Linked DNA regions of Mus musculus: regions 1, 2, 3, 4, 6 and 7 are each linked to region 5. The links are chromatin contacts, called in public Hi-C and promoter capture Hi-C maps. All regions are on one chromosome and are shown on one strand. The core of a region is the stretch at or near the end of the contact, and the rest is flanking DNA. Distances in the headings are between cores, read along the strand shown.

Region 1 (3,679 bases), core at 776-3,275, 1.1 Mb after region 5:
AGAACATCCATGACAAATGACGTTCCAGGAAAGTCCTGAAAAAGAAAGTGCCCTTTTGTTTAATTTTTTTTTTTTTAATTAAACAATGAATACTTAGGTCACTAAGATGGCTCAACAGGTAAAGGCACTTGCTCCCAAGGCCGATGACCCACACGGCAGAAGGAAAAAGTTGACTCCTGCAGGTTGTCCTCTGGACTACACATGCAGCCAGGTAGCAAACGCACAGACAAAATATGGAAATAAACAAACAAATGTAATAAAAAATTAAGTTAAAAGAAACTCCATTATGTAGGCAAGTAGCATAGACTAAATAAATAAATGTAATAAAATTTTAAATTTAAAAAATTCTGCTAGCCGGGCGTGGTGGCGCACGCCTTTAATCCCAGCACTCTGGAGGCAGAGGCAGGTGGATTTCTGAGTTCGAGGCCAGCCTGGTCTGCAGAGTGAGTTCCAGGACAACCAGGGCTATACAGAGAAACCCTGTCTCAAAAAAACCAAAAAACAACAAAAACAAAAAACAAACAAAAAACAAAAAAACAAAAAAAAATTCTGCTGTGTAGGCAGGTAACATATGCACAGACTACATTCGTAAATAAATAAATGTAATAAGAAATTTAAATTAAAAACTCCATTATGTAGGCCTCAACTGGGCAGTTCACAGCACATCCTAAGCAAAAATAGTGTCGCTTTCCATGAGCTCACCAGTGTAAGTTCTTGTATAGGTGTCTGATTAACCTATAGGGGGTGAGGTCTTGCTAGCCACCTAAGTATGAGCAGAGTGCTTCATTCACCCTATCCAGTATGATATTTTATCGTATCCAGTTTGATAACGCATTGAGGAACCATCGGTACAATACCCGCGGAAGAGAGGTAAGCCGTTTTAAAGATGCTAGAAATAAATACCTTCCAATCAGATTTATTTCCCTATCACAGTACAATTAAAATATGACTTACTAACACAGTTCTCGGACCAACACAGTACTGAGAAGGAACAGTTTCCCGAGGCCACTGCCTCCAGAACACAACAAACGGCTTCACGCTTGAATCAATAATTCGGAATTAAAGGCTCCTGATAAACTACCCCATGTTCCCATCCCAGATGGCTGCGGCTACAAGTTCACGTACTTAACAAGTTCCACCAAAGAAGGCCTAACAATCCCTTCCAAATGAATGCTTGACCCAACCCTCAGTCAAGTCGCTAATCCGCAGCCACCTGCAGGACGCAAGAAGAGGGTTCGTGCTTTGAGAAAACAGAAAATCAACGTTGGCAGGGGGATGCAATTATTAACAGTCTTGTGCCGCGCCACCCTGGTGTGCTACTCCTTTAGCATCCCTTCCCACTTCAAAAACCACGTTCTGTCGAAAAGGAGCCTTTACAAAGTGTGAGCACTGAGCACGAAGCCACAGTGGTACCTTTCCTGAGCAGCTCCAGGCAGAGACTGCGCAGAAGGAGGAGAGCGGACTAGCCCTGGGTCATGGGTGTTTGAAGAGGGAAAAGTGGATATGCTTTCGTGCAATTCTCACATAAAAAGCAAACGCTGAACATCCTACGCTAGAGAGGCGGAGCAGACAGCACCAACGCAAGAAAACCAAAACTGCGGGGGACTGGGGCGGGGAAGGGGGCGGGGCAGCCACAGCGACCCGGAAGTGTTCTCGGAAAGCTCGGTCTGGCCCAGCCGGGCTCCGCCCCCTCCACGCATGCGCGCTAGCACCGCCCTCTAGCCCTCACCGCCGCAGGGACAGGCGCAGCACCGCCATCAAACTCCCACAGCTCAGGCGGGCGCGCGCACGCCGCCGTCTACGTCGTGGCGAGCGAGGCCGCACGGCTTCGTCCAAGGGGCGGGGCTGTCAGTCAAAGTGCACAAGCTGCTGAGGTAAGTGGCCGAGAACCTTCCAGACCTGATTCCCCCCTACGCTCCTACCTGCCAGGACTAACTGGGAGCGTAGGAAGAGACCCTGGAGGCTCGCCCGCGCCGGCCGTATGCAAAGGCAGCGTCATCCGACTGAGCATGCGTGGGGCGGGTTGGCGCCTGCGCCGTGGGCCGGCCGCAAGCCTTCCCTTCCTCCCCGAGTTGTTGGGTAGGAAGCGTACCTGGGTGGAGTTGGAGTAGCCAGGATTAGGGTGCTGGCTCCTCCCCTCTCCCGCGAGCTTCTTCATCCCACCTAGAAAGAGCTACCGCAGCTAGGTGCTGCGGGTGGTGATCCGTCTGTCTAGGTGGGACACCTAGTGATTTTTGTTAGTAGAACCCAACGGGTGTCATAATTAGCCACCTCACTTGGATCCCGATCGACATAAGCATCTGGTTTGTTCTGGGCTTTATTTTAAAGGAGGATCTCTTTTTTTGTTTTGTTTTGTTTTAAGACTATAAGCGGAAAGTTTATGAGTGCGAGGTCGTCCCTGTCGTACACAAAGTAAGTATTTAACCACGCCAGCCATATTGTGCCCCACAAACTATCATTCCGCTTCTTAGGAGCGTTTCCTCTGCTTGGCAGCAGCCACAGCTTCCCTGATAGGGCCAAGTTCCAGATAATCATCATTCAACAAAAGTTCACTGAGTGCCTCGTTATGAGGATGGTAGTCTCCTGAGCGACAGGGTTGAATACTCCATGCAGAAAGAGTCATGACTGGAACTGTCTCGGTCCCCTGCAGCCTCTACTGAGCTGATTGCTTTTGTCCTCGGTTTGTTTGTTTGTTTGTTTTGGTTGGTTGGTTGGTTTTGTGGGGTTTTTTTTTTTTTTTTTTTTTTTGGTTTTTTTGGTTTGGTTTGGTTTTTTTTGGTTTTTCGAGACAGGGTTTCTCTGTACAGCCCTGGCTGTACTGGAACTCACGCTGTAGACCAGGCTGGCCTCGAACTCAGAAATCTGCCTGTCTCTGCCTCCCAAGTGCTGGGATTAAAGGCGTGGGCCACCTCCGCCCGGCTGACCTCGTATTTATAAATCATTCATCCAGGAGCCACTGTGACAAGGGTTTTTATAAGATGCCTCCAGGGTACAAAGGTAGTTTGTTTTCTCCTTCCAACGACATGGGATCCTTTTCAGTGCCTCACACTTGGGTAAGCAAACACTCTAGCCACCTCACAATACATCCCCAGGCCCAGGCTTGAAGCTGGTGTCTGCTGTCTTCCTCCTTAGCCTTTCATAGCTTCCCTGAACCCAGAACATTCCCATTCCCCATAACCTAGCTAACAACATTGCTATGGGGAATCGCTTATCTTCTGCCTCCCAAGGGCTGGGTTTACAGGCAGCTACCACACCTGTGAGGCTTGTAAGTGACTTGAAGGGCTCCCCAACCCCTCCAGTGAAAACACTTACTCCATGTAGCTCTCCCCAGCCCCACTGCAAGATTCTTTATAAGATCATGAGGTGAATGTGCTGACTGAGAGTGTAGCCCAGCGCTAGGATGTGTGAAGTGCGTAACATCACACTGCCTGCCTCCCGAGCAGACCCTTCCCTCCCGGGAGCTTTACACGTAAGTGAAAAGCTGGATTGTGCATAGGGAAAAGTGTATGTGCCAGTGCACACCTGTAATTCCAACACTCGGTAAGCCAAGCCAGCGGGATCTGGGATTGCGGGCCAGGCCGGGCTGATTTGCTTGTCTCGGCTGTACTTATTTAACCCTCATAACTCTTCCTCGGGGTAGGCTCCACTGTTACTGACTCCAGCTTACAGGTGAGGCATC
Region 2 (3,248 bases), core at 466-2,965, 1.8 Mb after region 5:
AATCACGACTATTCCTATTTCAAATCAAGATAAAAATATTCAGAGCGTGTTCACTTTCAGCTTCTACTTCCTGCTTAAAAATCTCTTTTCTCCCTAGAAATAATCAAAATAACCCTTTTGTGTCTTTTTAAAGTTTAATTTCCAATGTTCCTGCTACGCAGGAGTAATTTTTTTATGCGATTATTTTAGGAAAAGACTAAGTTCCATTCATAAGCTTCATCTAAACCTGAGAAGGGAAACGAGGTTTTTTTTTTCCCCCTCAACCTTAAAAAAAAAAAAGTTGATGAAAGAACAGCGTTGCCACGTCTCCCCCCTCCCCCACTCACGTAGTGGCTATTCCATCCCTCCAGAGTGCATTCCAAGGAAAAAGTCCAAGAGCCATGGCTCTCGAGTTAAGTCGAACCTGGCAGGTTCCTTTTAATTAAAAAAAAAAAAAAAATCATTTCCTAAAAGAGAACCCAGGAGCTTGTCTATCCCTTTCTGTGGAGGCTCTTCCCTATAAACCACGGTGCAATACCCCAAGAGTCCTCATTTTGGATGGTCAGCTGAAGATGTTAAGTCCGAAAGCCTGCCTTTGTACCAAATTCCCACTCTCTAGGAGAAACAACCTCGTATTTAACCGTACCATCCTTCCCCACACTGAACATCCATCTGGGGTCAATCACAAAATTCAGTTTAAAAGTCTCACACAACCATAGAAGGTTTGGCCAAAATGGACTGACTTGTTGACCCTGCAAGAGGAGGGGAGCGTGAAAGACGAAAAGGGAAAGGGGATCATCAGGGTGAGCTGAACCAGAGGAGGTGGGCAAGATTGGAAACCAGGAGGAAAGAAGGAGCAGAGGGAGAGAGAAATACAGAGACAGACGCGTGTGTCCTTAAGTGATTCACTGGGATGAAGAGGAAGGAAGAAGCCAGCTTCCCCAACTGTGAATGACAGCAACTTCTCAGCTAAACTCGGCGCCCCGGGCTATGTCTACTTGCTGAGACAACGCCGAGAAGCGCAACAGACAAGTTCAGTCCTAACTTCTGAGTAGGTCCCACTTCCCAGCTTTACTTTCCAAAAGTGAAAAGGAAAAAGAGAAGAAGAGCGATCGAAACGGAGAGACTCAGCCCCCGGCTGCAAGCGCTGCCTGCTTTCTCCACTGCCACATGCTAACCATCTGCGGCTCGGGCGGCCCAGACCCCCGCCCGTCCGCCCTCGCCTTCCCCCGGCTTAGTGGGGCGGACGAGGTACCGCTGCACAAGTCATCAGGGAGGCTGGCTGCCCGGGATGGAACATTCAAGAAGGTCCTAGTGCTGGGGCGGGGCGCAAGCCGCTGCTGCCGCTCCGGCCAGAGGCAGGACGGGGGTGGGGGGACGGCGAGGGAAGCTGGGAGAGCGCCGGGGCGGCCTGACTTCGGGGGTGCGGGGCCGGGTCCTCTCGGGGAGACCCGGGGGCGGCTGTGAGAAGGGCTGAGCCCCACTCCAGAGCGAAGGGACCCCGGCTGCCCGCGGGGACCCCGCATCCGTCTCCAAGATCGGAGGAGCGCCTCACCTGGATAGCGGGCCGGGAGGAAGGCGACAGCTCGGCTCGGGTCAGTCCTGTCGCCTGCAGTCCCCGCTAGCTAGCTCCCTGCCGCCCTCAGCCTGCTGGCAGTGCGACTGGGCAGTAGAGGGAGCCAGGCGTCCCTTTTATATTCCCCTGCCGCGCCGGCGCGCCGGAGAGGGGGCGGCCGCAGCCCTCGCTACGTGCGCTCTGTCACACCAGCTCCCGCGCCACTGCGCAGGCGCTTGCGGCGAGCCTCCCACCCACCCGGGAGTCGCCCAGGCCCGGGGTGTTCCAAGCCTAGGCTGGCCCACGCGAGGACGCAGTGCGCCTGCGCAGAGCTCCTGCCACGCCACCGTTCCCGTGGTTACCATGGGGCTTCCACCACCACCCCCGCCCGGGTTCCTGTAGGATTTAGCGCCTTCATTTCAGGGTCAGCGGCGGGTCTCAGAGCCATCGAAGCCATCAGGAAGGACAGTTGTGCAAAATTAGGAGAAGTTTATAAGAATTTAGGAAATAAAGTGGAGGTGTGGAGTGGGAAACAAGACGGTGTATCCGGGGTGACTGTCGGGGCTGGCTTGGCCCACAGGGGTTTTTGCTTTAATAAGCGTCTTTTTTACACTTTTGAACACGAGGATTTCGCTTAATCTCCCACCCGCATACTTTATGGGTGAATAATAGATGACAATTGAGTGTCATCTGAGGTTAAATCCTAACCCACTCTGTATAAAGTTAGATTTTAACTTCCCTGTATCTTGGGTGCTACATCTGCAAAGAAGGAATACAATATTATCTGTTCCCTAGGCCCTAGGCTTGCTGTGAGAAACAATGAGACAATGAATGAAAAAGCACTTACTTAGCACATGCCTAGGATTCAGGAAGAGCATGGAAACATATAATGGGGCTGGGGAGGGGGTGTACCAGGATGTTGGGTTTTGAGCATTTACCTAACATGGAAAAAAAAGGCCTTAGACTTTATTACCTAGCCTCAAACAAACCAGCACAGAAACAAGCATCAACAACAGTAAGTCTGGAGATGTGGCACACACAGCTAAGATTTCAGTTCCCAGCACCGTGCTGGGTGGTGGCTCACAACATCCTGAAACCCCAGGTCGGGCAGATCAACAACTCTGGGCTTCCAAGAACACCGGTATTTAACCACACAAGACACATACGTATAGTTAAAATGAATAAAATTAAATCTTTAAAAAAATACTACTGAGCACACTATATAAGGCACGAACTGTGTTTGAGTTTAGTCTTGATCTAAAAGAAGAGAACCTTAGTTACTGGCAATAAGGACAATGCCAGAGATAATTTACTTCCTGTCAGGGAAAGAAAGACTTTTCTAACATTTGTTACTCGTTTAAAACTGTAAAGTTTTCCTTGCTTGCTAAAGTATGGAACTGATTGGCACTTATCTGGGACAGAGAGACAAAGAGCTTCAGGCGTCTGAAAGCAATGGTTTCTAAAAGTGTGGCTCTGTGGGTCTAGTCAGGAGCAGTAGAGCCAAAAATGTTTTTGTAGGACGATTTCGATTCTTTTGCTATAATGACAACACAGTTGGATTTTCCAGAGACTTCTGCTCCTTTGTCATGGTTTAAGTGTGAGGCATATCCCAACCAGGCCACTAGTAAGAGAATTTACAGAAGAAAAACAAAAAAAGCAAAAAACCACACAGCCACCCCACTAATACTCTTAAGATGTTTTTATTAAAAATGTT
Region 3 (3,598 bases), core at 797-3,296, 1.2 Mb after region 5:
CCTATCCGATGTCTCCTAGCAAGTGGCAAGTCTAAATGTCAGGAAAGAATGCTCTTAGGCCTGGGAACTCCAGGGGCAAGCAGTCCTCTATTTTGCAGCTGTCTTTAACTGTGTCTCCTAGTCTGAGCCTACCCCCACCTACCCCCACCGCACGCCCCTGCGGGGGAGGGGGGTGTGTCCATAAATGTGATTTTTTTTTTTTTTTTTTTTTTTGGTTTATTGAGACAGGGTTTCTCTGTGTAGCCCTGGCTGTCCTGGAACTCACTCTGTAGACCAGGCTGGCCTCGAACTCAGAAATCTGCCTGCCTCTGCTTCACAGGTGCTAGGATTAAAGGCGTGTGCCACCACTGCCCTGACCATGTGTCTCCCACCTGTAAAATGAGAGTACGTGTGGGAGAGCTTGGATTCCCATCCTTTTGCAGTTCTAAGACCTGGCTGTTCTAAAAGTCAGGCTTTTAATTTTAATTTTAAAAATATCGGTGGTAGGAGCTATGCTTCGTGACTCACTGTCATCCTGGAACTAGGAAGGCAAAGGCAGGAGAATCTCTGGGAGTTCCAGGCCAGCCAGCCGTGAAACTCCGTCCAAAAGATGAAATTGGGCAGTGGGGGTGGGGCTGGAAAGGACAGTGGCCTGACTTCCCTGGCAAGTGTCATGTGTCAAAGCAAACCTGCCCTGTAGCGATGTGATGCTTGCCTGTCTGATCTGGTTTGGTTCCTGCCCGCCGGGCCAGAGTGTCTGATGTAAGTTTGGTCTTTTCTTCCATCAGGGTCCCAGTGTCCTACATTAACAAACCTTTTTATAAAAAAAAAAAACAAAAAAAAAAACAAAAAAACAGGTCTAGTCCGACTGAATCTCCTCCTACCCTAAACAAATCGCTATCAGCCCTAGAGCATCGCTGCCAGGCTATATTTCCTGTTGCCTCGCCTGAATGATGAAACCCCATATGGCTCTTGCATTTGGACTTTTCCAAAGACCTCGGTCCTGGGTTCCATTGAATTGAATTCTCCTGCCACCCCACCCCCCACCCCCGATCCGCCGCTTTTCCCCCCCTTAACACAAAGCATGGGAGGGGTTCTAGGACCCGGCGGACGCCAGGGGCTCTGCCGCAGTGGGTTTGGGAGGCACTTGGCCCTGCAGTGTTCTGTCCCCCTAAGGCCTGCGGGTGGGTCACTGTGTCGGTTTGATGTGAGCCCTTGTTCCCTGGCCGTGGACCAGGCGCTAAGAATCGGAGTCCGTGAACTCTAACTCCTACCCAAACCCTCTGCTAGAGGACAATCTCGAATTGGCAAGCACTTGATGTCCTCCTGAACCTACACCCTGCTCCCCCGGGGCTGCAGAGTAACAGGAACACTGATGAGGGGACGTGGGAGCCGATGGCCCTGAGATGCCTTGTCTTTGGACCTATTACCAAAAGTGCATCGCGTGTCAGAAGCAAAGACAGCGTGGGACTGATGCTCATGGGACAACGGAGTAACGTCTGCCGCCGCGCCACGGTCCCATGGGGCATCCAGTTGTGCGCCCGGTAGTGTCCTTGGCCCTTGGGCTCCCAGAAGCTAGGGGTACCTTTCTCCCCTGCTCAAGCCGCACCAGGTCCCCCAACTCTTCTTTTCAGTGCAGTCACGGGCCGTCCCCTCCCCCAGCAACGCGCCCCTATAATAAACAAGTCTTTCCTTGATCCTCCCCTACCGCGAGCGCCCTCAGGGACCTTGGCAGCTGCTGAAAGCCGCCTCGGATCCCTTCCAGAAAGGGGGTGTGGCCGAAGCTAAGGCGAGGGGAGAGGGGTTCGGCCGGGAGCGTTCTGGGGCTCCGTGGGGGCGGGGCCAGGCCGCTGTCACCAGGCAGGAGAGAACGTTGCGAACGTGCGCCCGGTGCCTATTGGCTGAGGTGGGCCACACTCCCGGGTCTCGATTGGGCTGCGACCTGGAGGGGGCGTGGCCTCGCCGGGAGAGCCCTTATAGGCTGCTGCTCGCTGGTGCTAGGGATCGCAGCAGGCAGGGGGGAGGTGCGAGAGGGTTCGAAGGGACAGGTCCGGGCAGCGATCGGGGGTTGGCACCAGTTCGCTCACCCTTCGAGAGGCAGAGCGCTCTTGTCCGCAATCTTCGCTGACCGCGCTAGCTGGTGAGTGTCCCTCCCGGGTGTGCACATCTTGTCGGGGAGTGACCTCGGCTCTTGGGGCCTCAGAGCCCTCAATCCTGTGCAACGCCGACACTGACGCCAAATCCTTGTCCCTCTTGTCTTTCAGCGGCTTCTGTGCGCCTTCATTCGGACCTTAGCAGCCAGCGTCCTGGCGTCTGACCCCGCCATGCCTAGCCTCTGGGATCGTTTCTCGTCCTCCTCTTCCTCTTCGTCCTCGTCTCGAACTCCGGCCGCTGATCGGCCGCCGCGCTCCGCCTGGGGGTCTGCAGCCAGAGAAGAGGGCCTTGACCGCTGCGCGAGCCTGGAGAGCTCGGACTGCGAGTCCCTGGACAGCAGCAACAGTGGCTTCGGGCCGGAGGAAGGTGAGCACTCAGCCGGGGCCGAATTGGGTTCGGGGATGGGGGGTGGGAGGGGTCCCGGGAGGTGGGTACGAAGCGAGCTGAATCGGCTCAAAGCCACCTTGGCTTCCCACCCCAGCACGAAAAAACAGATTACTCTAGGGTTAGAAGACAAGACTGCGGGGCGGAAACTGAGGCACGGAGTGGAAAGGGACACTGTTTGCTTAGGCAAACTGCACCTCCCCCGCCCGTACAGCTCCTGTGGAAGGCGCTCTAATACAATACCCTTTCCCTGTGTTCTCTCTATCCAGACTCCTCATACCTGGATGGGGTGTCCCTGCCCGACTTTGAGCTGCTCAGTGACCCCGAGGATGAGCACCTGTGTGCCAACCTGATGCAGCTGCTGCAGGAGAGCCTGTCCCAGGCGCGATTGGGCTCGCGGCGCCCTGCGCGTTTGCTCATGCCGAGCCAGCTGGTGAGCCAGGTGGGCAAGGAACTCCTGCGCCTGGCATACAGTGAGCCGTGCGGCCTGCGGGGGGCACTGCTGGACGTGTGTGTGGAGCAAGGCAAGAGCTGCCATAGCGTGGCTCAGCTGGCCCTCGACCCCAGCCTGGTGCCCACCTTTCAGTTGACCCTGGTGCTGCGTCTGGACTCTCGCCTCTGGCCCAAGATCCAGGGGCTGTTAAGTTCTGCCAACTCTTCCTTGGTCCCTGGTTACAGCCAGTCCCTGACGCTAAGTACCGGCTTCAGAGTCATCAAGAAGAAACTCTACAGCTCCGAGCAGCTGCTCATTGAAGAGTGTTGAACTACATCCTGGGGTGGGGTGCGGGGAGGGTTTCTCACTGCCCCCCAAAGTGAAGACAAGGAATTTCTGTGGTGGAGACCCGCAGGCAAGGACTGAAGGACTGTCCCCTGTGTTAGAAAACTGACGATAGCCACCTGAGGGGCGCAGGGCCAGGTGGGGGAAGGAAGTGTTCTCCAGGAAGTCTCTAGGTTGTATGCAGGTGGCTCCCTGTTGGGGCACACGCCCCTCAGTACTGTAGCATGAAACAAAGGCTTAGGAGTCACACAGGCTTCTGGCTGGATGTGTATGTAGCATGTACCTTATTTTTTTTTATTACTG
Region 4 (3,721 bases), core at 771-3,270, 1.3 Mb before region 5:
CTTAACCCAGGTGTTAGGCTCCAGCTCGCTACAGCCCCACCCCCACCGATGGTGCCGAAACCGAGTTCCAGGTAGCCACAGCCCTTCTCCTGAATGATCACCAGGCACTTGAGTCATGACCTTACATGGGGAAAAAAAAGCCAGCTCTTGTCTGACACACAACCTTTCCCCTTGCTCAGGACTCTTAAGAATCGTCCATCATGGGTCCTTGGTCCAAGAGCTGCACCAATAAACCTGACCTTGTTCGTTTGCCAAATGAACCAAACCCATGAGCCTCTCACCAAGGAGGGTTCTCAAGGAGGCCTACCCATATTATTACTGCAGACTCTGCGGATAGAATAAGTGCAGTTGAGATCGAAAGACCCTCGATCAATTTCAGAGAAGGAAGGCCATTCGAGTTCAGGGTCCGAACTTTGAGGGTTTTGACTTAGCACCAGATGGTTTTAGAGCTTTGACTCCGAAGCCATATCCCGCAACTCATTTTCTGAAATCAGAAAACTTGTCAAGAAGGGATAGAGACAGAGGATTGACCGATGGCGCGGGTTGGAATGAGGACCACCAGACACCGAACGAACGAAGTTGTTACTGGGTCCAATTTTCTAAAAACCGAACGGCTCCTGAACTCAGAAACTAGATGGTGTTGGGGACCTCTCGGCAGAGGACTGAGGGAACGTCGCCACACATGGCTTCCCTCCTAGTGTTTGGCCGGCCAAGAACTGAATGGTCACGCCCAGACGGAACGAACAGAGGCACCTCTTTCCTTACAACTCGGGTGGGACCGAGTGCTGTAGTAGATAGGAGTAAGATCAAACTTTAACCAGGTACACAGAGCATACTTTGTGGTTATAACTTTCGAGATGCGAGGAGTACAAACTGCTCACGTTAACTGAATTCTGCAGCTCATGGTGGAGCACATGCCTAGCTTGCTCATGGCCCCTACATGGAGCCCTAGCACCAAGGAGAGAAGCACGTGTATTGACACACGTGTCACGTAAGCGCCAGTTATCGTACAACCGGATTTCTCTGCAACCCGTCTTGATCTGTAGCAGATCAAGCTACGTCCTCTAACGTTATCCTATCAGGAAACTACGGATATTAATGCACCAATCTTCTTGGAAATGCACTTTAGCGTTTGAAGCCACATGATGCAGGATAGACAGTTTGGTCACATGACGACGCTTGTACGGTTCCCTTCCGCGCATCTGTAACATCCCTTAAGATGCCTGATTACTTTCCCTTCTTTCGAGAAAGACGCTGCCAATTGCCGCAGAAAGAGTGAGAGGATGGGAGCTCGTTTCTGCCACTGTAACGTACAGAGGTCGTGCTCCCACGAAGAGGCGCGCTCCCAACCCTTCCATCTCCTTTTCCTTCAGGCGCACGCGGGGGCAGCCCTGTGTCTCTCTGGGTCCTTTCGCTCCGCGGGCGCCGGAGCTACGTCACCGAGCGGCGCCAGTGGTCCGGATTTTCCCCGGCTCCATTCGAGCCGCGGCCTCAATGTCCTTGCCTCGGTGTACCTTGCTGTGGGCTCGGCTCCCGGCGGGGCGCGGGGCTGGGCCCCGGGCGGCCCCTTGCTCCGCCCTTCGCGCTCTCGTGGGGTCGTTCCCGGGGGCTTCAGGACGCGTTCCCTGCTTGGCCGCCTCCTCCTCTGCCTCTGGTGGCTCCAAAGCCCCGAACACGTCCTTGTTCGTGCCGCTGACGGTGAAGCCTCAGGGTCCCAGCGCCGATGGCGACGTGGGCGCGGAGCTCACTCGGCCTCTAGACAAGAGTGAGTGCTGGAGCCTCCCGGCAGAGCGGCAGGGTCTGCAGCCTGGGCCTACATAGTGCAATGTCTGTTCCTTTTTGGAGCCCTTAGCACCCGAGCCTAAGTCATATTTAGTCTCTTCTGTAGTTGACATTGACCGTTCTCTTCGGTCGAGGAGGTTAAGAGTTTTGTCCCTAAGTGGTGCGCCGCTTGTGCTCCTAGAGTCCTCATGGAGGGATTAAACAGTGAGGACTTGCCATTGACCTGATGTGGATGTCTAACGATGTTAAAATTCCATCTGGTTGCCAAGACAACGGGTCTCAGATCCGGATTTCTCAATAAATTTACTCTCCCACGAGACAGACCTGAATTTAAATACAAGATAAAAGTTGATAAAACTGTCTTTGCCAAAAAGTAGTATCGTCCCAGGTTCCAGAGATGAATAAAAAAAAAACCTTTAGCATCACTGGGTTGAAGTGAGTTTTGTCCTACCTGCATTTGGGTGAGCTTGACAATGGGAGGGTGAAAGGTTTCTTTTCACCAAATGACATTCTTAGAGACTGAAAGAAAACCACATTTCTTTTAGGCACAAGCTGTCTTCCTGGCTCTTCAACAAGCAATATTGATGCTTCCTATTGTGACTTTAAAATATAGGCTTCATGTTGGGAGTCAGAGGCAGAGGATGGCAAGTTCAATACCAGCCTGGGCTACAGAATGAGTTCAAAACAGGCTTGGAAAACTTAAGAGAGGTCCTATTTCAAAATAAAAAAATTAAACAAGGTTTCTCTGTGTGGCTTTGGCTGTCCTGGAATGTGCTCTGTAGACCAGGCTGGCCTCAGACTCACAGAGATAGGCCTGTGTCTGCCTGCCGAGTCCCTGGATCAAAGGCCTGGGCTACCTGCACCTCCAGGCAGCAGAGTGTTCTTTTTTAATGTGCTTGAAGATATAACCCTGGGATATATGCCTTGCCAAGCACGCAGTGCCGTGGGGTCATTTCCCAGTACTGTGAAATCAACTAACAAGGTAGTACTCCTCCTCTTCCCCTTCCTTTCCCTCTACTTTTTCCCTCCTCAAGATAAGCTCGAGCTGTTCTCAGACTGGGGATTGTCATTAATTACTGCACAGGCTACCGTTGCTAACACTGCTCTTAGTAGTGAATTACATCTGCCTCTCATAGCAGGACTTGCCTTTTCTTGGTTACTCAAGAAGAGCTTTGGGCACAAGGGGAGGTTTGATGGTGACTCTGTGGGGGTGGGGGGAGGGGGACTGGCTCTCTCCTTGTGTGTCTGTGGTCTGTCAGGGATGGTGCATTGCTGTACTCTTGTCATTTTTCTTACTCCATTGCACAGTAGCCCAAAGCTTCACACTCTCAAAGCATTCCTGAGGCCCCGGCCTTTAGTATTATGACTTCAAATTCCTTTTGTTGTAGATTTGTCTAAATTGGTAAACAATTGTTAAAAAAAAATCTTTTATAGGGTCTGGAGAGATGGCTTACAAGAGCACTCACTACTCTTCAGGTCCTGAATTCAATTCCCAGCAACCACATGGTGGCTCACAACCATCTGTAATGGGGTCTGGTGTATCTAAAGAGACCAATGGTGGTGTACTCATGCATAAAATAAATAAATAAATAAATCTTTAAAAAAACTTATATTTCTTTTTTAGATGAAGTAAAGAAGATCTTAGACAAGTTTTATAAGAGGCAAGAAATTCAAAAGCTGAGTGCTGACTATGGACTTGATGGTAAGGCTGACAATTTTTTGAGAGTTATTTTGAACAGTTTTTATCAATTTATGTGTGTGAGTATTTTTCCTACATGTATGTCCATAGCTACTTTTGTGCAGTGCCCATGACAGAGAGTATTAGATGCTCTGGAATTGGAGTTAGAGATGCCTGTGAGCCACCATTCGGATGCTGAGAATCAAGCTTGGTTTCCATGGAAGAGCAGCCACTGTTCTTAACCACAGAGTTCTCTCTGCA
Region 5 (3,415 bases), core at 817-3,316:
CTGGGTGCTGTCACGGGATGCAGAGGAGGTAAAATGTCCCATCTCGGACACACTAGGTGGAGATAAGAATGCCATTGCTAACCACACCCTCATTTGAGTATCAGCATTCACAAGGGGGCAAAGTTGGCTGTCACTGCTGTCACTGTGCTGTCACCTGCTCCAGCACTTCAGTGTAGTCATTCCTATTTGAAAGGTCAATTCGGGGTTTTTTTTTCCCCCAACCTAGTGTGAAGGGTGACCTTTGTGACCTTGGGGGTCCTTCCACTTGAATTGTAGTGCTTGCCAGCTTTGCTTCTGAAAAAAACATTTCTGCCCAGTATTTATACCATTTGCCCTCTGTTTATTTCTTTTGGGGAAGTGAAGGCTGGGGTGGTATTATTTCCATTAACCAAGTTGACATGCTTTTTTCATTCAGACATCTTTAACCTTGATGGGAAAATCAAGTTTCCAACACAGAAAAGAGACCAAGGGCCAACCCCTTGCTCACTCAGTGAACATAACACAAGTTAAAGTCATCTCAGAGGAGGGAATATTGATTAAGAAAATGCCTCTATGAGATTCAGGCTATAGGCAAACCTGTAGGGCATTTTCTTAATTAGGGATTGATGGGGGAGGTCGCAGCCCACTGTGGGTGGTGCTATCCCTGGGTTGGTGGTCCTGGGTTCTATAAGCAAGCCAGCCATGAGGAGCAGGGCAGTAAGCAGCACTCCTTCATGGCCTCTGCATCAGCTCCTGCCTTCAGGTTTTGCCCTGTTTGAGCTCCTGTCCTGACTTCTTTTGTTGATGAACAGTGCTCTGGACGTGTAAGCCAAATAAACCCTTTCTTCCCCATATTTCTTTGGTCATGGTGTTTCATCACAGCAATAGAAACCCTAAAACAGTAAAATCTCAAAGCTCTTCCTTTAAAGACCCAGGTTAGGTGGTTGCTCAGATTAGTCTTGTCTGCAGACACTGGCTGGAAGTGACCAATTGTGTCCAGAATGCAAGGGTTGGGGTGGGGAATAGGGTCTTATTTTGAAGCCCCGGTTGGCTTCAAAATTGCCTCAGGAATTACAGGAACAAACCACCACACCAGGTTCAAGTTAATTATTTCAAGCATTTATTTTTATTTATGTGTAAGCGTGTGTGTGTGTGTGTGTGTGTTTATGGCCTCAGAGGCCAGAAGACAATGTCAGAGTCCATGGACCGGGAGTGGTGTTTGGGAGCCATCTTAAGTGGGTGCTGGGACCCAGCCTCACTGAGCCCTCCCTCCCCAATCACTTCACATAACCAGCTTTTTATGGGTATAATTTCAGTACTTGGGAGCCTAAAGCAGGAAGATTGATTCAAGTTCAAGGCCAGTTTATAGCTTACACGACAGAGTGAGACCCTGTCTCAAACACTAACCAGCCCCTAAACTGTTGAGTGTAGTGGCTGGCAGGAAGATTGTGAGTTCAAAGTTATCCTAAGATACAGGACCAGTTTGGGGCCAGCATGACCTAAGTCAGAACTTGGATCAAAACAAAGAATTGTTAAGAGAGATGTCACCTTAGATTTTTGGAAGGCTGTGATGAGGCGGGAGAAAACCTAGATCAAAGCCTTTGACTGCCCTACAGAAAGACCTCAAAGCCAGTCTCGGCAACTTAGTATAAAAAGCCTGCATCACAAAACAACAACAAACAACAATAGCAACAAAAGACAAACACAAAGAGTAGCCTGAAGAAGTTGTAAACTCACAGGGCCAGCTGCTGGCGAAAGGTGAGACCCCTAGACACCCTATCTGGCTTAGACACAGTCCCTACCCGGCCAGCAGGCGGCGCGCACGCCCACACGGCTCTGGGCGCCCCGAACCTTGGCGCCGAGCCTCTCAACCCTGGCGCCATTACTTAGCCCTGGCCACAAACTCTCGCCTGAGTTCCCCCGACACCACAGCCCGGACCCAGCAGTAGGCGGGCGGAGGGCTGCGGGGCGAGCCGAGCCCAGCGCGGCGTCGGACGTGCGCGCGCCCGACAGCGGCAAGGGCGCGCACGGCCCGGGCTCCTGGAGGCGGGCGGGTACCCCAAGGCCATTTCCGGGAGGGGCGGGGCCGGGGGCGGCGCACCTCCAATCTCTGCGGCGGCGGCGGAAGGGGGAACCCGGGTCCCGTGGCCAGCGAGTGAGTCGCTCGCAGAACCGAGGCGCGTGAGGTGGGCGGCGGCCAGCGGAGCCTCTGCGGGGAAAGAAGGAGCCGGGTCCACAGCCTGAGGAGGTGGAGCTGCCGCGGCGGGCTGGACCCGGCGGGAGCAGTGGGGAGCCGAGAGGAGCTGGAGGGATCCGGGCCCGGGCTGAGGGGAGAGGAGGGAGGCCGAGCTGTGGTTGGGGAGCCGAGAGGGAATTGGGTTGTGGGGAGCTGCGCGGAGGGAACCGGGCTGTGGGGAGCTGCGCTGAGGGAGGCAGGTCTGTGGTTCATGGAGAGCTGGGCTGAGGGGAGCGCGGCTGAGGAAAGCAGGGCCCGAGCTGAGAGGGAGCCGGGCTGAGGGAGAGCTGGGCTGAGGGGAGCGCGGCTGAGGAAAGCGGGGCCCGAGCTGAGAGGGAGCCGGGCTGAGGGAGAGCTGGGCTGAGGGGAGCGGGGCCCGGGCTGAGGGGGAGCAGGGACCGGGCTGAGGGGAGCAAGGGTTCAGGCTGAGAGGGTCCTGGGCTGAGGGGAGCGGGGCCCGAGCTGAGAGGGAGCCGGGCTGAGGGAGAGCCGGGCTGAGGGAAGCGGTGCCCGGGCTGAGGGAAGCAGGGCTCAGGCTGAAAGGGAGTGGGCTGAGAGGAAGCTGAGCTGAGGGGTGCAGGTCCGTGGCACAGGGAGAGGTGGGATGAGGGAAGCGGGGCCCAGACTGAGGGGAGCAGCGCCTGGGCTGAGGGGGAGCCGGGCTGAGAAGGAGCAAACTGAGGGGTGCGGGCCCCAGACTGAGGGGAGCAGGGTCGGGGCTGCGGGGTCGGGGCTGAGGGGAGCGGGGCCCAGGCTGAGGGGAGCAGGGCCCAGGCTGAGAGGGTCCTGGGCTTAAGGGAGTCAGGCTAAGAGGGGGCGGGCTGAGGGGAGCCGGGCCTGGTCTGAGGGGGCTGGGTCCGGGCTGATGGGGAGCCGAGCTGCGGGGTGTGGGTTCCCGACTGCTGTGGGGCGTCGGAGAGACCCAGGCTCGAGTCTGTGGCCGGGGCTGAGTAGTGGCGCCAGGCTACAGGGGCGCGGGGGAAAGGCAGGCCGGGCTGGAGGAGTCCCGGGTCCCGCTGTGCCGAGAGGCGGCGGCGCTGCCGTGGGCCCGGGGAAGGGGCGTGTCCCCGCGTGCACGCCGCGGGCTCCACTGCTCCGGGGTGCCGGGGTCGGCTGGAGCGCTGCCAAAGCCGGCAGGGGGATCCCGCGGAGGGGCAGCGCCGGCCGGGCTGCCGAGTAAACAGCTGCGTTTCCCCTTTG
Region 6 (3,704 bases), core at 683-3,182, 1.9 Mb after region 5:
ACTCTTAGTCATCAATAATTCCAGTTCTCACAAGTTCCAGGTTACCTGGGTGGGGTTGGGGAAGAGGCACAAATCAGTGCATTATGAATCACTTCAGAGACATTTTCTTGCCTCAGAATGCTATCCTGAAAGGATTATTACAGATCCACCCCAAGCCCGAAAGTTAAAATGCATAATTTATTTGGTTTTTTCTGCTTCCACTTCTTATCCATACCCAGTATTATTCTACCTTGAAGACAAATAAGCCTTAGCATTTCTAGCGCGAATTATTTTACCCAAATACATTGGACTTCGGTCTCAGTTTAAAGGAAGATGAGTAGCCTCTAAGAGACCTTTCCTCCTCCTCCTCCTCCTCCTCCTCCCCTTCCTCCAGTGTCGGTTTAGCATCCCTGAAGGAGGGAGTGGTGTGAATGATCTGGGTTCGGAATCGGATTTTGTTGAGTCGTGGCTTCATCCGTCCACTTGAGCTGCCCGAGGCTTTGCGACCTGAATCTTTTGCTTTGCTTCCTCCAGTCCATCCCTCGGGGACGTGGTGGTGAAGTTCAGCTCCGTCTTCCACGACCGGGGAGAGTTTGTGAGTGATGTGTGAGGGGAGCACCTTTGAAAGTCTCCAGCGCCCACCCCCGCGGGCGGCAGGGCTGTCTCCATCATCTTCATCCAGGGCTCCCACCAGGTTCTTTATCTCCTCTGCGATGCTCTCGCTCAGATACTGAGAGGCCTTTCTCCCGCTGTAGTCCCTGATGTCTACATCTGCGTCGTAGGCCCCCACTAGTAACTTCACCACCTCTACATGCCCATGCATCGCTGCCAAATGTAGGGCAGTGTAGCCTCCGCTCGACTTGGCATTGATGTTCACTGGCAGCTGGTGTTTGGTGGCAAAGTTGACCAACATGGCCAGGAGCTCTTGCCTGCCGTGCTTGGCGGCCCAGTGGAGACAAGTGAAGCCGGTGATGAAGTCTCGCTTCGAGAGCAGGCCGGGCTCACAAGTGAGCAGCCCTTCTAGGCTGTCCCACTTGCCCTCGGAAGCTGAGAGCATCCAGGCGTGATCCAGGGGATCCAGGGTAACCGAGGCCCCGACGCTGCTCTCCTCTTCTGCGGACGAAGAAGCTAACGATGCGGTATCGGAGTCGCCCCCTCCTCTGCTGCGACCTCCAGCGTTACCGTCCCCAGGACCCACGCTCCTCTTTAGTTGCGGGGAGCTGCCCAACACCAGGTCCCGAAAGTTCTGACGGGCCGACCTGGGTGTGTTTGGCCCACTAGGGGAACTGCCCCCTTCAGCCTCCCCCTGTGGAGGGAGTTTAAGGTTCTCGCTGGACCCGGGACCCGACGCCCAGGACACGGCCTCGACCTCCTGTGGTGGCGAGTCCTTACCTTGGGCCCCACCTTGAGCAGGGGCTGGAGGCTCTTGGTCGCTCACTTCGCCACCCAGTCCGAGAGACAACTGTGGATTTGCCTCCTGGAGCTGGCTGCCCTCGCAAGGCTCCGCTGCAAGGTCCGGGACTTGAGGCTCCTCAGTCACCTCGATACGCGGGGGCTCTCGGGGGAGCTTGGCCTCAAGCGGGGGGGAATCCCCCGTACAGAACCTTTTCTTGAGATGCACATACTTGGTACCATCCGCGGGATCGGTGCGCACGGTGGCCACGGCATTGACCAGTTCCTTGAAGCGCTCGCGGGCGCGGGTGCGCTGTTCGCGCTGGCCACCCAGGACGTCCCTGAAGTGTTGCACCAATTCCGAGTGTCCCGCCCGGCCCCCACGCTCGGCGAGGAAGCGCAGGATCGCCTCCGAGCTCAGCTCCAGTGACCCCTCCATTCACCGCGGCTCAGCTTCTCAGCCCCAGGAGCGCTCAGCCAGACACCATGGCCGGACGCCTGGAGGACCCGGAGAGCGGCTTGGGTCTCAGTGGCTGGCAGCACGCGCGATCCCAGCTTTGAAGAGTCTCGAGTCCCGCGAGCGCTGACACCGCCTCACTGGGGCCGCGTCCCAGTGGACACGCCCCGCCACACCCACTTCCGCTCGGGACTCAATCTCGGCGACAGTCCCCGGCCCGAGGCCCCGCCCACTTCCGGGCTCCGCGCGGGCTCGCAGCCACTGTTTCCGCCAGTGGCGGGAGGCGAGGGACCCAGAGCTTGGCCTCCGAGGCTCACGTTTCCACTCACCCTCCCCACACACTTGGCTTTTCGTCAAAACGCCCGGTGGGGCACACCCGGGAGAAGCTCGCCCCGAGCGCGGGAAACCCTGGTAGTCCCTGGCGCGTTCCCGCAGCCCTCCGCCTCGGCCCCGCCCCAGCCTCTCAGCAGAGGCCGCCCCGCCCATTAACGGCTGCGGGGCGCCGGGCACGCCCCTTGTCCCGCCAGTTACGCCCAGCGGGTCTCTCTCTGAAGCGGCCCGGGACCTGTGTTTGCGTCCAGCCTGAGACCACCGTTTCCCTACGTCCCACCAGGGCTATGGCCTCATGCGACGAGGTACAGCAGCTGGTGAGCCCCGCGCCCTTGGGTTCCCCGAGCCCCCGCCCCGCCCCGCCCGGTCGCCTCTGGGCCAGCGAGATTGTGACCGTGCGGCTCCGGGACTCCGCGTGTCGTGGAGAGGGGGCTCCCTGTTGCCCCAGGGCGAGGGCTGAAGAGCTCTGGCGAGCGACTGCATGTTGGGGAAAAGTTACATTTTCCAGGCTTCCTGGTCCTGGCCAAAGCGGGGTGGTGTAAATGAAATCCAGGATGATGATCGATGCCTATCACTTTGTAACGGTTTTTTTTTTCCTTTTCCCCGACTTAAATCAGGCCTTGGAATCCGCCTGATTTTGTGCAATTGTGTACACGTACATGGCTACTGACCGGAAAGTCGGCTTCCTTAGATTTTCCAAAGCTCGCGGGTTTACTGTAATGCTTGGCGGTTTTGTTTGGCTTTCCCGTCCCCTTGTAATGAAAAAAAAAAAAAACAACAAAAAAAAAACAAACAAACCACTTGACCGATCCAATGTTTTGTGCGGTTCAAATAACTTGAAAAACTTATCTTAGTTGATATAGGATATAAGCCATAGTTATCCGAGAGGTCATACTGTTTTCATAATACCAATCTCTTGTAATCTTGCTTTTGTTCCCATCATTTTAAGATTGTATGTGGAATCTTCCAGTTGTCGCAGGGGGTAGAATAGATTCTATTTCTACTTCCCTAACAGCTGCACGCAGTAAATTATTTTTCTCTACTTTAAGAAACTCTAATATTTCCCTTATCCAATATTAATGAAAGTAATCCTCTTAACTAACTCTATTGAATCCTTTGGCATTGGTAGTATTTTTGTCGGATTCTTAATCTCAAGCAACATTTCCCAAATAACTTTCTACTTACCTGAAACAAGTGACTCTTATTATTATCTTCCTATGTTGCATTTTAGTTGTAGAACTTATTTCAATAGACTAAAATAAAAATAATGAGAAATAGATAAATGCTATAATTTCTGTGTGAAGTTGGTTCGTGATCATTGACATGAAAAAAAAATCATAGTACCTAAGCTATTCGAACCTTAATGGCTGTCCAGTAAACCTATTCTCATAAAAAAGTATTATCATCCATTTAGTGATTTATCAGTACCTTCTAATTCTTTAGCATGATGAAACTTTGATTTCTTGTTAGATATATCCACACTAATACAACTTATAGGTCTCTTCCCCCTGAAATATACATTGGACACAGTAACTGCATTCACATC
Region 7 (3,567 bases), core at 896-3,395, 1.3 Mb before region 5:
CATGAGGCTCTGGTTCAGTCCTCAGCTCCACAAAGGAAAAAAGAAACCCAGGTTAAAAAAGGTGTGTGTGTGTGTGTGTGTGTGTATGTGTGAGCCTAGAGCAAATCATCAAAGAAATTTAGGAAGACTGCAGGGTACACAGTCAATACAGGAAAGTTACACACATCACAACGAAGAACTGAAAAATGAAAAACTTAGTTTTATTTACAATAGTGTTAAAAAATACAGGCACTTAGAGATAAATTTAATAAAAATGTATAACACTGGAAATTAGAAACACTGGTGAAGAACACTAAAAAAAGGTAAAAATTAGAAAAATGCACAGTGCTCATGAATGGAAGACCCAGTATTGTTTTTATTTTACCTCCTTGAGTCTTTCTTTGGGTGCATGGAGGTTTTGCAGACCTTCTGTACAAAACCTGCATATGTGATGCTCATGGAGACCAGAAGAGGGCATCAGATCCCCCTGGTAAGGAGCCACTATTTGGATGCTGGGAATCAAATCTCATGCTTCTGAAGGGGTAGCCAGCAAGTGCTCTTGACTTAGCTCAGCCATCTCTCTAGCCCCAATCGATAGATTTTTGACAAGCATACCACACCACAGCAGTTTACAGGGGAAAGTATTTTGAGCAAATGGTGCTAGAACCAACAAACACAGTTAACCTTTCAGATCTTAGACTATGCGCAATTGTTTCTCTCTTTTGTTTCCTTGTAACAAGGTCTCACACTGTAGCCCAGGTCATTCAGGGGACTAACTGTGTAATCTCCAGGGGTCTTTTAATTCATGGCGATTCTTCTACTTCTTCTGTCTCCGGAGAGCTGGGATTACAGCTATGAACCTCTATACCTGACTTATCCTTCTTTATAGAGTGGGTGATGCTCCTTCATCCAAGCCATCTGCATCACAGGGTTTTAATCAATAGTATTTTGAGATCTAAACTCCCTTCTCTGTCCCCATACTATTTTACCCGTCTGTAAATATGACAGGTAATCTCCAATATTGGGAAGGCTGAAGGAGGACAGATGTGTTTCTTGACAGCCTGGGCTACATAGCATATTCCAGAGGAGCCTGGGACACCTAGTGAGACCCTGTCTCAACAATAAATATACACACAAACATCCATTCGTTCCAAAGCTCCCTGGCATAGCAATCTTTAAGATTTGTTTTCAGATAATATCATTTTAGGCAGATTTCTCCTGCATGCATGAAGGAAGTGCAGTGTTCCATCTGCAGCAATGCATAAAACCACCAGTGACTCCTGCAATTACAGCATTGGGAAGGCACTTTGGAGGTGCTCACTCTCCACTTGAGGCTAGCCTAGTCTACATGAGTACATGAGAACCCCTGTCTTACAAACAAAAGACTCATTTCCAGTATTTGAATTCTGTCGCGATTGGAGACCGAAGCCTCATTTTAACCTTTAAATATTTTAGACTTACAACTTGACACTCTACTCCCCAAGTTGAGTTTCGTTATGATAGGGCTGATGACACCCCTCCGCCCATAAATCTGAATGAAAGGTTCAGTTCCTAAGCCTTCGTAGTATTTCATCTATCCTCAGGTTTTCTGGGCCTCCACTACAATGACTGACTGGATCAGAGTGTTGGAGAGCTGCGTTTTGCACGCTTGCGAAACTTTTAGGAAGGGCTGTTGCCGGGGAGGGGGGGTAAGGAGGGCGGAACCGATTTGAGAGTACTGCCTCTCCGGCTTGGAAGGCTGCGTCACGAGCTATCCGTGGACTGCAAAGGATGTGCTTTAAAGATTAGCTTTTCTCCCTAACCGTCTCTTCGGAGGCCAACAATTCTCGGGGCTGAGGCGGGAAACAGATCAGGCGCAAAGGTCGGAACTGCAGCAAGCCCGCAAAGACACGCCTCCCGCACAAACCCTCGAGTCCCCCAAGTTTCCCTAGGGAAAAGGAAATGGGCGTGCCGGAGGGAGGAGTTTGACAGCGCACGGCTCGTCACGTGACAACTAGCTCTAGGGTTGCTGGACTGAGAAGACAGATCTTTGACTCCTCCCACCAGACGTCACCCACCCAGACCACGCCCTCAACCGAAAGGCGGGGCGGAGGAGCCCCGCCTCGAAACGGCCTTCCTGAAGGGCGGGGCCTCTAGCAGGGCGGGGCCTCTAGCGGGGCGGGGTGGGGGGGGGAGGGAGAAGAGGAAAAGGAGTGGTCACGTGCGGCTGATGGCCTACGGTCACGTGACGGGCGGCGGGGCGCAGGCACCCAGGCTGGGAGTTCTTCTGAGGGAAAGCCGAGTGGAGTGGGCGACCCGGCGGCGGTGACAATGGTGAGTGCGCGGCGGCCTGCCTGCGAGGTCGTCTCCCGCGGGGCCGTGGGGCGCGCGGCGGGACTCCCAACGGCGGGCGCGGCGCCGAGCCTGCAGGGAAGGGGCGCGGAGCGGTGAGGCCTGACGGCTGCCCGCTCCCGGCCAGGCCTGAGCACCTGCGGCCGGCGGCACTGTCCCGGCCATGTCGGAGCCTCTGCCCGCCTTCCTCGACCGGCTGTGGGGACCCTGGCTGGGCACCCGCAGCCCGCCCAGCCGGAGCTCGGCAGCCTCGCCTTCCAAGGTAGCCGAGGACAGTCAGTGCCCTCTCTCCCAGTTCCGGACTCTGGCGAGACCTGCTCACCTTCCTCGTCCCGAGCTCGATAGAGTCCGCTTATTTTCTTTAAGCTGGTTGTGGAGACATTCTGCGATTTCTTGATTCGGGTGGAGGCTTTTGGCACTTGTAGAATAGGAGGGGAAGGGAGGGGAGACAAGAGGGTGTCGGAGCCGAGACCCCTCATTTATATCTCCAGACGCCGATTTAAGCACTTGGTTTCACTTCCTTCCCTAAGCGATTTCTATAACTTAGCACTTTGGGATGTTGCAGTGTCTTGGGAGCCCAGGCAGGGATGAAAATCAGAGCACTTAACCACACTTAATGGAAAGCACCGTTGGGCGCGCTAGTGTTTAACTACGCGCCCGCGGTCTATAGATTAGAGCTCCTTTGGCTCGTGTTATTTAGCATATACTCCATGAGAGCCCACTGTGCGCTCCCCTTATACTACCCGCTCTTCCCAAGCTCGCCACTTTTAATAAACTGCTTGAAACTTCTCGTCTCAAGCCAGCCAGCCAGGTCTATTTTTAAAACGTTGCTTTGATTAAATAACTTTGAGTCAGAAATTATTTGCTTTCTCTAGGGTTTGGGGGGTGGGGGAGAAGTTCATTCAGGGAGCGTTTTCTTAAACAGTATTTTGGGTGAGTCCAGGGACAGATAAACAAGGCAAACTGCTTGCTTCCTTGCAGCTTACAGACTCTGGAGAGTTAAGCATTTGTTTAGATAAATTAGTTTAAGGTGGAAATTACAACTGCTGTAAATAACTAAGAAGGAATTAGTAGGCTGTTAGGGAGTCCTCCTTTCACTGTTTATAATTTGAAAAGAAAGCTTAAATTGCTCTCTTCTTGGTTACTTAGTTGAATTAGTCCTTCTAGTTAAGTTTTTTTTTTTTTTTTTTTTTTTTTGGTTTTTCGAGACAGGGTTTCTCTGTATAGCCCTGGCTGTCCTGGAGCTCACTTTGTAGA

Evidence for each region. Promoter capture Hi-C pulls out the DNA fragments that hold promoters and counts their contacts. Hi-C and Micro-C count contacts between places; a contact is called where the count stands out from the background. Capture Hi-C pulls out chosen DNA fragments and counts their contacts.
Region 1: a contact with region 5 is called in a Hi-C map of neutrophils, with 5 times the contacts expected there. The contact joins the promoter of Ascc1 here to the promoter of Sgpl1 in region 5. A contact is called at or near these places in 2 of 484 Hi-C or Micro-C datasets (embryonic stem cells and neutrophils).
Region 2: a contact with region 5 is called in a promoter capture Hi-C map of pre-B cells, with 5 times the contacts expected there. The contact joins the promoter of P4ha1 here to the promoter of Sgpl1 in region 5. A contact is called at or near these places in 5 of 39 promoter capture datasets (the C10 cell line, hippocampal neurons, liver and 2 more), 2 of 115 datasets of contacts at active chromatin or transcription factors (large pre-B cells and pancreatic cancer cells) and 1 of 9 other capture datasets (liver).
Region 3: a promoter capture Hi-C map of neutrophils shows a contact between it and region 5, with 4 times the contacts expected there. The contact joins the promoter of Ddit4 here to the promoter of Sgpl1 in region 5. A contact is called at or near these places in 2 of 39 promoter capture datasets (liver and neutrophils) and 2 of 9 other capture datasets (adipose tissue and liver).
Region 4: a promoter capture Hi-C map of embryonic stem cells shows a contact between it and region 5, with 2.2 times the contacts expected there. The contact joins the promoter of 4930507D05Rik here to the promoter of Sgpl1 in region 5. A contact is called at or near these places in 1 of 39 promoter capture datasets (embryonic stem cells) and 1 of 9 other capture datasets (macrophages).
Region 6: a promoter capture Hi-C map of liver shows a contact between it and region 5, with 3 times the contacts expected there. The contact joins the promoter of Sowahc here to the promoter of Sgpl1 in region 5. A contact is called at or near these places in 2 of 39 promoter capture datasets (liver and pre-B cells), 2 of 484 Hi-C or Micro-C datasets (CD4 T cells and pre-B cells) and 1 of 9 other capture datasets (liver).
Region 7: a promoter capture Hi-C map of hippocampal neurons shows a contact between it and region 5, with 2.6 times the contacts expected there. The contact joins the promoter of Vps26a here to the promoter of Sgpl1 in region 5. A contact is called at or near these places in 4 of 39 promoter capture datasets (hippocampal neurons, liver and pre-B cells).

What each region holds. Positions count from the first base shown.
Region 1 is chr10:60,001,151-60,004,829 of GRCm38.p6, reverse strand. It overlaps Ascc1 (activating signal cointegrator 1 complex subunit 1), which reads right to left and starts at 2,025. Exons shown (of 11, transcript NM_026937.3): 1 at 1,923-2,025; 2 at 1-35. The coding sequence starts at 11. Anapc16 (anaphase promoting complex subunit 16) reads left to right here and starts at 1,695. Exons shown (of 4, transcript NM_025514.3): 1 at 1,695-1,874.
Region 2 is chr10:59,321,763-59,325,010 of GRCm38.p6, reverse strand. P4ha1 (procollagen-proline, 2-oxoglutarate 4-dioxygenase (proline 4-hydroxylase), alpha 1 polypeptide) reads right to left here and starts at 1,715. Exons shown (of 15, transcript NM_001316371.1): 1 at 1,535-1,715.
Region 3 is chr10:59,950,218-59,953,815 of GRCm38.p6, reverse strand. Ddit4 (DNA-damage-inducible transcript 4) reads left to right here and starts at 2,046. Exons shown (of 3, transcript NM_029083.2): 1 at 2,046-2,119; 2 at 2,244-2,499; 3 at 2,787-3,598. The coding sequence starts at 2,304. The coding sequence ends at 3,280.
Region 4 is chr10:62,447,459-62,451,179 of GRCm38.p6, reverse strand. 4930507D05Rik (RIKEN cDNA 4930507D05 gene) reads right to left here and starts at 2,020. Exons shown (of 1, transcript NR_027926.1): 1 at 1-2,020. Supv3l1 (suppressor of var1, 3-like 1 (S. cerevisiae)) reads left to right here and starts at 1,442. Exons shown (of 15, transcript NM_181423.3): 1 at 1,442-1,765; 2 at 3,407-3,484. The coding sequence starts at 1,495.
Region 5 is chr10:61,146,335-61,149,749 of GRCm38.p6, reverse strand. Sgpl1 (sphingosine phosphate lyase 1) reads left to right here and starts at 2,066. Exons shown (of 15, transcript NM_009163.4): 1 at 2,066-2,227.
Region 6 is chr10:59,220,150-59,223,853 of GRCm38.p6, reverse strand. It overlaps Sowahc (sosondowah ankyrin repeat domain family member C), which reads right to left and starts at 1,932. Exons shown (of 1, transcript NM_172939.3): 1 at 1-1,932. The coding sequence starts at 1,810. The coding sequence ends at 272. It overlaps Septin10 (septin 10), which reads left to right and starts at 2,354. Exons shown (of 10, transcript NM_001024911.3): 1 at 2,354-2,463. The coding sequence starts at 2,446.
Region 7 is chr10:62,485,383-62,488,949 of GRCm38.p6, reverse strand. It overlaps Vps26a (VPS26 retromer complex component A), which reads left to right and starts at 2,145. Exons shown (of 9, transcript NM_133672.3): 1 at 2,145-2,292. The coding sequence starts at 2,290.